Linked DNA regions of Callithrix jacchus: region 2 is linked to region 1. A link is a contact called in public Hi-C data. All regions are on one chromosome and are shown on one strand. Each heading gives the region's core, a stretch centred on a gene start, on an enhancer-like site or on the middle of the called end of the contact. The rest is flanking DNA. Distances are from core to core; before and after follow the strand shown. Region 1 holds the start of RBM17 (RNA binding motif protein 17). Region 2 overlaps IL15RA (interleukin 15 receptor subunit alpha).

Evidence for each region. A called contact is a pair of places that touch in the nucleus more often than the background predicts.
Region 2: a Hi-C map of induced pluripotent stem cells shows a contact between it and region 1, with 1.8 times the contacts expected there. The contact joins the enhancer-like site here to the promoter of RBM17 in region 1. A contact is called at or near these places in 2 of 3 Hi-C or Micro-C datasets (induced pluripotent stem cells and skeletal muscle).

Annotation. Positions count from the first base shown.
Region 1 is chr7:7,707,471-7,711,261 of calJac240_pri, forward strand. RBM17 (RNA binding motif protein 17) reads right to left here and starts at 1,560. Exons shown (of 12, transcript XM_002750026.7): 1 at 1,425-1,560.
Region 2 is chr7:7,839,461-7,843,084 of calJac240_pri, forward strand. IL15RA (interleukin 15 receptor subunit alpha) reads left to right here. Exons shown (of 8, transcript XM_035306732.3): 5 at 1,526-1,723; 6 at 2,484-2,516. Among named protein-coding and RNA genes, the nearest start is that of IL15RA, 19 kb to the left of the region's middle. Within about 2 kb of position 1,936, at least 2 of the 16 cell types and tissues checked have an H3K27ac peak or open chromatin away from gene starts, as enhancers often do. A contact at or near this core is called in skeletal muscle, where this site is marked.

The sequences.
Region 1 (3,791 bases), core at 310-2,809:
GCTGCGGGGAGGTCTGAAAAACTCATATGCAGAGGAGAATGAAGGTAATTTAAAACAAACCAGGTAAAAAGAAATCCACTTTAAATAAAGCTGCATTTGGGAGTGTACAACAATCCTCTCAAGAGCCTCCAGAAAGGCTGTCTTTGGTTCCGCAGAGGTCCACGATCGCACAACCTGCTGTTACAAACTGGACAGCACGCAGCACCTTGCCTAACTAACTCTAAAAATAAAGCCCTCTCGTTTAGCTCATAAATTGTTACCCCATCATCCCTAAAAGCTGTCATTACGATCAAAATGTCTGCAGCCTTTACCAACTAGAAATCTGGAAACTGAGTTGCATCCTTTAAAAACTCCATCTGTTGCAGGGAGCCAGTGCTCATGTACCCGTCTATTTGAGTATATGCGTATCCTGCCCTGATCTAGAATATCCTATTTTCCATCCATATGCCAGGCTCTAGCAATAAGGATCCTCAATGGCGCTCCTTTGCTGCTCCTCAAGAAACCTCCATGTTCTGACCGGACGACTCCTCGAAACACAGCACCCCCTCCTGAAACCTTCCTCTCTGCCTCACCTGCAGCTTCCAGAACGCACTACGGCGCTTCACTTCTGCTACTTTCGCCGTGACTTCCTCCGCCAGGAGCCTTTTTTCCCACCTCGCACATCTAACAAAGTACCTTCAAGACTCAACATAAGCATCACCTCCTCTCTCAAGATCTCGCGTCCTTCACCAAACCGAGCCTGGGTTTCCACGCCTGCTTTCCCAGAAACCAAACTCCTGCAAGCAAGGGCAGAACCTCGCTCCACCTGCATTCTCATCATTTCCCATCCTCTGGGCAATAGGTGAAGCTCAAGGACTGCCTGGGGTCGGAAGTGCGCGCTGAAACACCGCTCAAACGGCACGATCCGAGGCGACGCCGGGGTCCGGGCTGCCTTCCCGTCTCGGGGAGCTCCGGAGTCTGGGAAACGCCAACGTCTGCACTCCCAGTTCTGAGAGCCGGGGAAGAATCGGCTCCTTTCTCTGAGCCCGGGAGAGAGGCAACTGTGCGGGGCCAGGTTGGGGGACACGCTCCGGGTCTAGGGACCGGGCAACTTCGTCAGGACGTGGTGCACGAAGTGGAGGCGAAACGCTCTTCAGGGCCGAAGAGCCCGAGGCAGACAGGAGGAGGAGGGGAAGAGGGAGCAGGCCAGAGCCCGGGTCACCCGAGGCGGCGGCGGGCGGAGTGTACCGGGCCACCGCCGAGCGGAGAGGCCAGGGCCCGCTGCGGGGACTGAGACCCGCGGAGGCTCGGGTTGAGATGGCCCGGCCCCCACCCCTCGCGACGCGGCCTAAAGCCGCGGCCTCGCGTCCAGCGCTTCCCGGGAAGGCGCGCCCGCTTCGGGTCCCGCCAGGCCGCCCCCCTGGGGCCGCCAGGGCGCGACTTACCCGGCCCGCCCAGCCGACTCTGCCCATGGGCCGCGGCGGCGGCAGCGCGGAGCCGGGCGGCACTCCGCGGAAACCCGCCGGCGGCAGGAGCCCTTGGCGGCGCCCACCCTTCGCTGAGTCCTCAGGGCGCTCGGCTGCGCGGGGTCAGAGAGCGCGGGCTGCCGGGAGAGCGCGCCGCGCCTGCGCCTGCGCCTGCGCCTGCGCCTAGGCCTGCTTTGGCCTCTGCGCCTGCGCCGAGGGCTCCTTGCCGCACTGCCCCCTGCCCGCGGGAGGACCGCACTGCACGCTCCCCTCAGCAGGCGTCCTCTTCTACCACCAAGAGGTGTCGCCTGGGTGCACGTTTTCGAAATTCCACAAAGTTTGAGGAACGCGCGGCAGCGCCCCCAGATGGTAAGAAGGAGAAGTGGTCCGAGGCCGCGCTTTCTGATTGGGGGAGGTGGGGGAGTGAGTGTCTCCAGGTCTCTCGATCTCATTCATTCAAAAGCAAAAAGTTGAAAATAAATCTGCATAGCCGAGATGCTGGCAAAAGGATGGCAAGGAGCACGGGGTTGAGCATAAGATTAAGGAAACAGATGCCGCGATTGGGGTACAGAAAAGAATGTCAATGCTATAAAGCCTCGATCTTTAACAACAACGTCGCTGACAGAAGTAGGGAGGGGAAGGGAACGTGGGACTTCGGGAAAATGTGATTTTTACATCTGTAATTGGGTGTCAAATAGAGTTCAAGCCGATAAGTCAAATAGTAGAGATTTAAGCAGACGTCTTAGTCCGAAGGAATATACCAAGATACTATAATCCATTAAAATCCAGTGATTAAGAAAATGAGAAATGAGAGGAAAAAAAGAAATAGAATGGAGAGGCAAAAGAAAACCAAAGAAATAGAGGATTAAGGACGTCATGGGATGGCATAATTCTGAGGGCGACGCAGAGCAAAACTACAAATCTTTCAAATAATACACACACACACACACAACCACAGCAAAACAAACAAAGCAACGTAGGGAAATATTTGAAAAAGTTACAAAACAGAAAGCATAACCAAACTATATGACAGAACAAGACCAAATGTCTCACAGGAAGAAATATAGACCTAAGCTTAGCTATTAAAAAAAGGCTCAGATTGGAACACAAACCATCGTGCAACTAAATGTTGTATAAAAGAAAGTGCTGGCCGGGCAAAGTGGCTCACGCCTCTAATCTCAGCACTTTGGGAGGCCGAGGCAGACAGATCACCAGGTCAGGAATTCGAGAGCGGCCTGGCCGACATGGTGAAACCCCAACTCTACTAAAAATACAAAAAATTAGCTGGGCGTGGTGGCGTATGCCTGTGATCCCAGCTACTCGGGAGGCTGAGGCAGGAGAATTGCTTGAACCTGTAGGTGGAGGTTGCAGTGAGCCGAGATCACACCAGTGCACTCCAGCCTTGAAAGAAACTCTGTCTCAAAAAAAAAAAAATAAAGAAAGTGCTGAAGCAAAGTTATTCTGAGTTTGAAAATACAAGACTGGAAAGGATATGCCAAGGAATATGCAAAAAATAAACAAAAATCAGGAATCACAAATAACTTAAGGTTGATTTCAGGGCAAAAAGCATTAAGTAAGATTAAGAAGGGCATTTTATAACCCTGAGAAGCACCGTTCACAATAAAGAAAAAAATAGGAAAATCTTCACACCAAATAACATAATCTCATTATTCATAGCAAACGCAGTAGGAGTGAATGAATAGATAGAAAGAATTGGCACACTCCTTGCCAGACTAAGGGTACAAAAAGTAAACGAGGATTGAGAAGACCTAAAAATACAATTTCCATGACAGATCTAATGGGTCAAACATGTCTTCTAAATTGACATTGTATCTTTTCAAGTGTCTAAGGAAAATGTTCACAACAATTAGTCATATTTTAGACCACAGAGAAAAATCTTAATATAGTTCAATACGTAGAATCATATGGGTAATCTTATCTGATTACAATTCAATAAAAGTAGAAACTAATGAAAAAACAGAAAATAAAACATTCTTACCTCTGGAAAATTTTTAAATGCTTAAATAACACTTGGACTAAAAAGGAAAACAAACTCAAAATAACATAACAGCTAGAAAAGTAAGAAAATGACACACCCATGGGATTTGGCTCGGATAGTACTGAGAGGACAATTCATGGTTTTACATTTTTGTATTAGTTAAAAATGTGAAATAAGCTAAATGAATTAAGCGCTTGTGCCAGAAACTAGAAATAAAATAAAAATGTTAAAAGCAGAAGGAAGTACTTGGTCAATAAAAGAAGCAGAAAATAATAGTGTGTCGACAGAAAAAGGAAGAAGAACAAAGACAGGTGTCTAAACTGGGTCTCTTCCCACCCCCATCGAAG
Region 2 (3,624 bases), core at 686-3,185, 130 kb after region 1:
GATGCAGCTGTGCAGTCAGAAGCTCCGAAGTGAGAGCAGCCTTTGACCCGGGCTGGCACGACTGTAGGCACTTGGCTATGGACACCTTGGTGTGCTCTGTCTGCAGGGAGCCCTGGAATTGGCAGTGAGGGTAGGGTGAGGAGGTGACAAAGGATTAAGGGGCTTGAGGACTTCTCCTGACCTGCTTGGCTGGGAGAACATGGGAACATGGCAACAACAGTGCGTCCAGAGAGCCACGGCGCTCAGCGCCACATTCCCCAGAGCCACGGCACTCAGCCCCACATTTCCCCAGAGCCACGGTGCTCAGCCCCACATTTCCCAAATGCTGCAGCTGTCACAATGGAAGACACATTTTCCACGGAGAGGGAACAGCATTACGCCACACCCTTACCGTGCAGTGCAGGAGCAGCCACCTTCCAGGGAAGGAAAGGAAGACAGGGAGGTCGCGGAACGTAAGGCAGCCTCTGTTCCTGAGAGCGGAGCACGCCAGAACGTTCTCCTCCAACACAGCCTGGAGAGTTCAGGCCAGAACCCTGGCTTCCCGTATTTCACCTGCAGCAGCTCTGAGCGGCCTCAGCCAGCGCAGCTCCACCTGCTCTCAGCAGAGCCTCCAGCGCTGGACCTGCCTTCTGTAGTAAACAAGCTCAACCACTCAGATCGCTGATATCTTTTCTTTTTCTTTTATTTTTTTTAAGAGACAGGGGTCTCACTCCGTCCCCCAGGCTGGAGTGTAGTGCCTCCATTATAGGTCACTGCAGCCTCGAACTCCCAGGCTCAAGTGAGTCTCCACCTCAGCCTCTCAAATAGATGAAACTATAGGCACACGCCCACCGCCCTTGGATAATTTATTTTTATTCCAGTTTTTATAGAAACAGGGTCTTGTGTCAGGGCACGGTGGCTCACGCCTATAATCCCAGCACTTTGAGGGGTCGAGGCAAGTGGATCACTTAAGGTCAGGAGTTTGAGACCAGCCTGGCCAACATGGCAAAACCTCATCTCTACTAAAAATGCAAAAATTCGCTGGGCATTGTGGTGGGCACCTGTAATCCCAGCTACTCAGGGGGGCTGAGGCAGGGAGAATTGCTTAAACCCAGAAGGCAGAGGTTGCAGTGAGCTGAGATCGCACCACTGCACTCCAGCCTTGGCAGGAGCAAGACTCCATCTCAGAAAAACAAAAACAAAAAGCAAGGTCTCACTATGTTGCCCAGGCTGGTCTCAAACTCCTGGGCTCAAGCGATCCTCCCGCCTCAGCCTCCCACAGTGTTGGGATTATAGGCATAAGCCACTGTGTCTGGCTGATCTTTTCTTTACGTGTGCAGTGATCATAGCCATGTTCTTTAGTGCACTCACAGGTCCTATGCTCCTTCCAGAGGGACAGCTATGTCACCCTCTCAAGGAGTAGTTTGCTGGGGAGCAGGAGGGCTGGCCAGGGTGACTCACTACAGCTCTCAGATCACCCCACGCCGCAGCTGGGAGGAGGGGAGTCTGCCCAGTGATGTTCTCCCTGCCTTGGACTCTCCTACAGAGCCTGCAGCTTCATCTCCCAGGTCAGACACCACAGTGGCCACAACAGCAGCTCTTGGCCCGGGCTCCCGGCTGATGCCTTCAAAGTCACCTTCCACGGGAACCACAAGGATAGGCAGTCATGAGTCCTCCCACGGCCCCTCTCAAATGACAGCCAGGACCTGGGAACTCACAGCACATGCTTCCCACCAGCCGCCAGGTCAGCACTCACGTTGCCCCAGGAGAGGTTATTCCCCACTGTGGCTTCTGAGATCTGGGCTGAGATCCATCACAAGGCAGGTTTATACCATCGATCCAAAGTCAGGACTCACTGGGCACTCCGCTGCCCCCGGCCACCAGCCTCCTGGCCTGGCCTTTTCTCCGTGGCTTTGCCCTTGGGGCAGCTAGAAAAGCAAGCCCACCACCCCCACCAGAAGTGGCAGGACCAGCCTTGTCACCTGCACGGAGAGCCTGTACTGAGAGTCTGAGTGGCATCTGTGCCCTCCCACAGTGGGAGGTGGTGGCAGCTGCCTGCAATCCGGGGCCAGGATCTGTGGAAGGGAGGAGCTGTAGGTAAAGTGGACCTTCTCTAAGGCTTATCTGATTCTTTTTTATTTATTTATTTTTTTGAGACGGAGTTTCACTCTTGTTACCCAGGCTGGAGTGCAATGGCACGATCTCAGCTCACTGCAACCTCCACCTCCTGGGTTCAGGCAATTCTCCTGCCTCAGCCTCCTGAGTACCTGGGATTACAGGCACGCGCCACCATGCCCAGCTAAGGCTTATCTGATTCTTAAGTGTGGCCAGCACTTCAGTGAGCTACCCTGCTTGCTTGCTCTTTGCTAAAACGAGTCTGCTTACGCCAGCCACGTGTCTCCCAAGGTGCTAGGATGGGAGCCAAGCTGTGCAGTTTCTCCTGCTTCATGAGGAACTAGGGCCTCTAGGACTCAAGCTGTGACACTGTCCTTTGTTTTCCGCAGATGGGTATCCACCGGGCAACAGCAGCACCATAGGTAAGTTTGTCCCTTTGTCCAGTATGTTTATGATTGAGGTGACCGCAGTCCCAGGGTGCTGGGGGGTCGTGGCCCGGGCCTGCCCCCCAGCACAGTCCTGACAGCGGCCCCTTCCACTCTCAGAAGATTGCCATCAGATAAAAAGTTTAAAAAGTGCCAATTTATGGAATTCTCTGTTTGATGTGCTTATTTTTCTTAATATTGGTAGTTTCTAGCTGTCAGGCTACCGGAGTTGAACCCAGAAAGCTGGCACCCAAAACAGGGCTCCAGGCCAGCTCTTCACAGCTCTATGCAGCAGGGTTCGCCTCCCATGCAGGGAGCATCCGAAAACACAGGTGCCGGCTGCCAGCACTGACGCTGCAGCATCTCTGCCACATGCTGCCCATCCCTCTCTACGGCGTGGCACCATGCACTTAGAGAGGCTGTCCACATTTTCAGTATAAAATGCTCCTCTTGGCCAGGCGTGGTGGCTCACACCTGTACTTTGGGAGGCCGAAATTTGAGGATCCCTTGAGGCCAGAATTTGAGGCCAGCCTGCTTAACATAGCAAGATCTCATTTCTATTTAAGAAAAGAAAAAGAAAAAAGTTAACAAAACAAAATAAAACAAAAAAACCGCTCATCTTTACAGAAGACACACACAATGCTAAGGCTAGGAGAATAGGATCGAGAACGTGCAAGTGACGATAGAAAAAGGGGGACGCATTTGCAAGACTAAAAGAAAAAGATGAAGGGAGGGGAGGAGAGAGAACAGGAGGAAGAAAGGAAGCATGCAGGGAGGAAGAATGCCAGTAATGAGAAGAACGCAAGTCATGCTTCAGGCTGGCAAACTTCCAGAGTAACAGAAAACCCAACTGTAATGTGACACGGACAAAAATTACCGTGACCTTCTGTTCATAAATTTTCCTGCTAGAGAATGATTCGTATTTTGTGGTCTCATTTTTACCTGCATCAAATGTCATCTGGAAAAACATCAAGTGACTTCGGATATTTTAGCTGTTAGTTGATTAGAATTGTTTAAAAACCAATTAGACCCTGGCGAGGTAGCCCACACCCATAATCCCAACACTTGGGGAGGCTGAGGCAGGCCCATCACCGGAGGCCAGGAG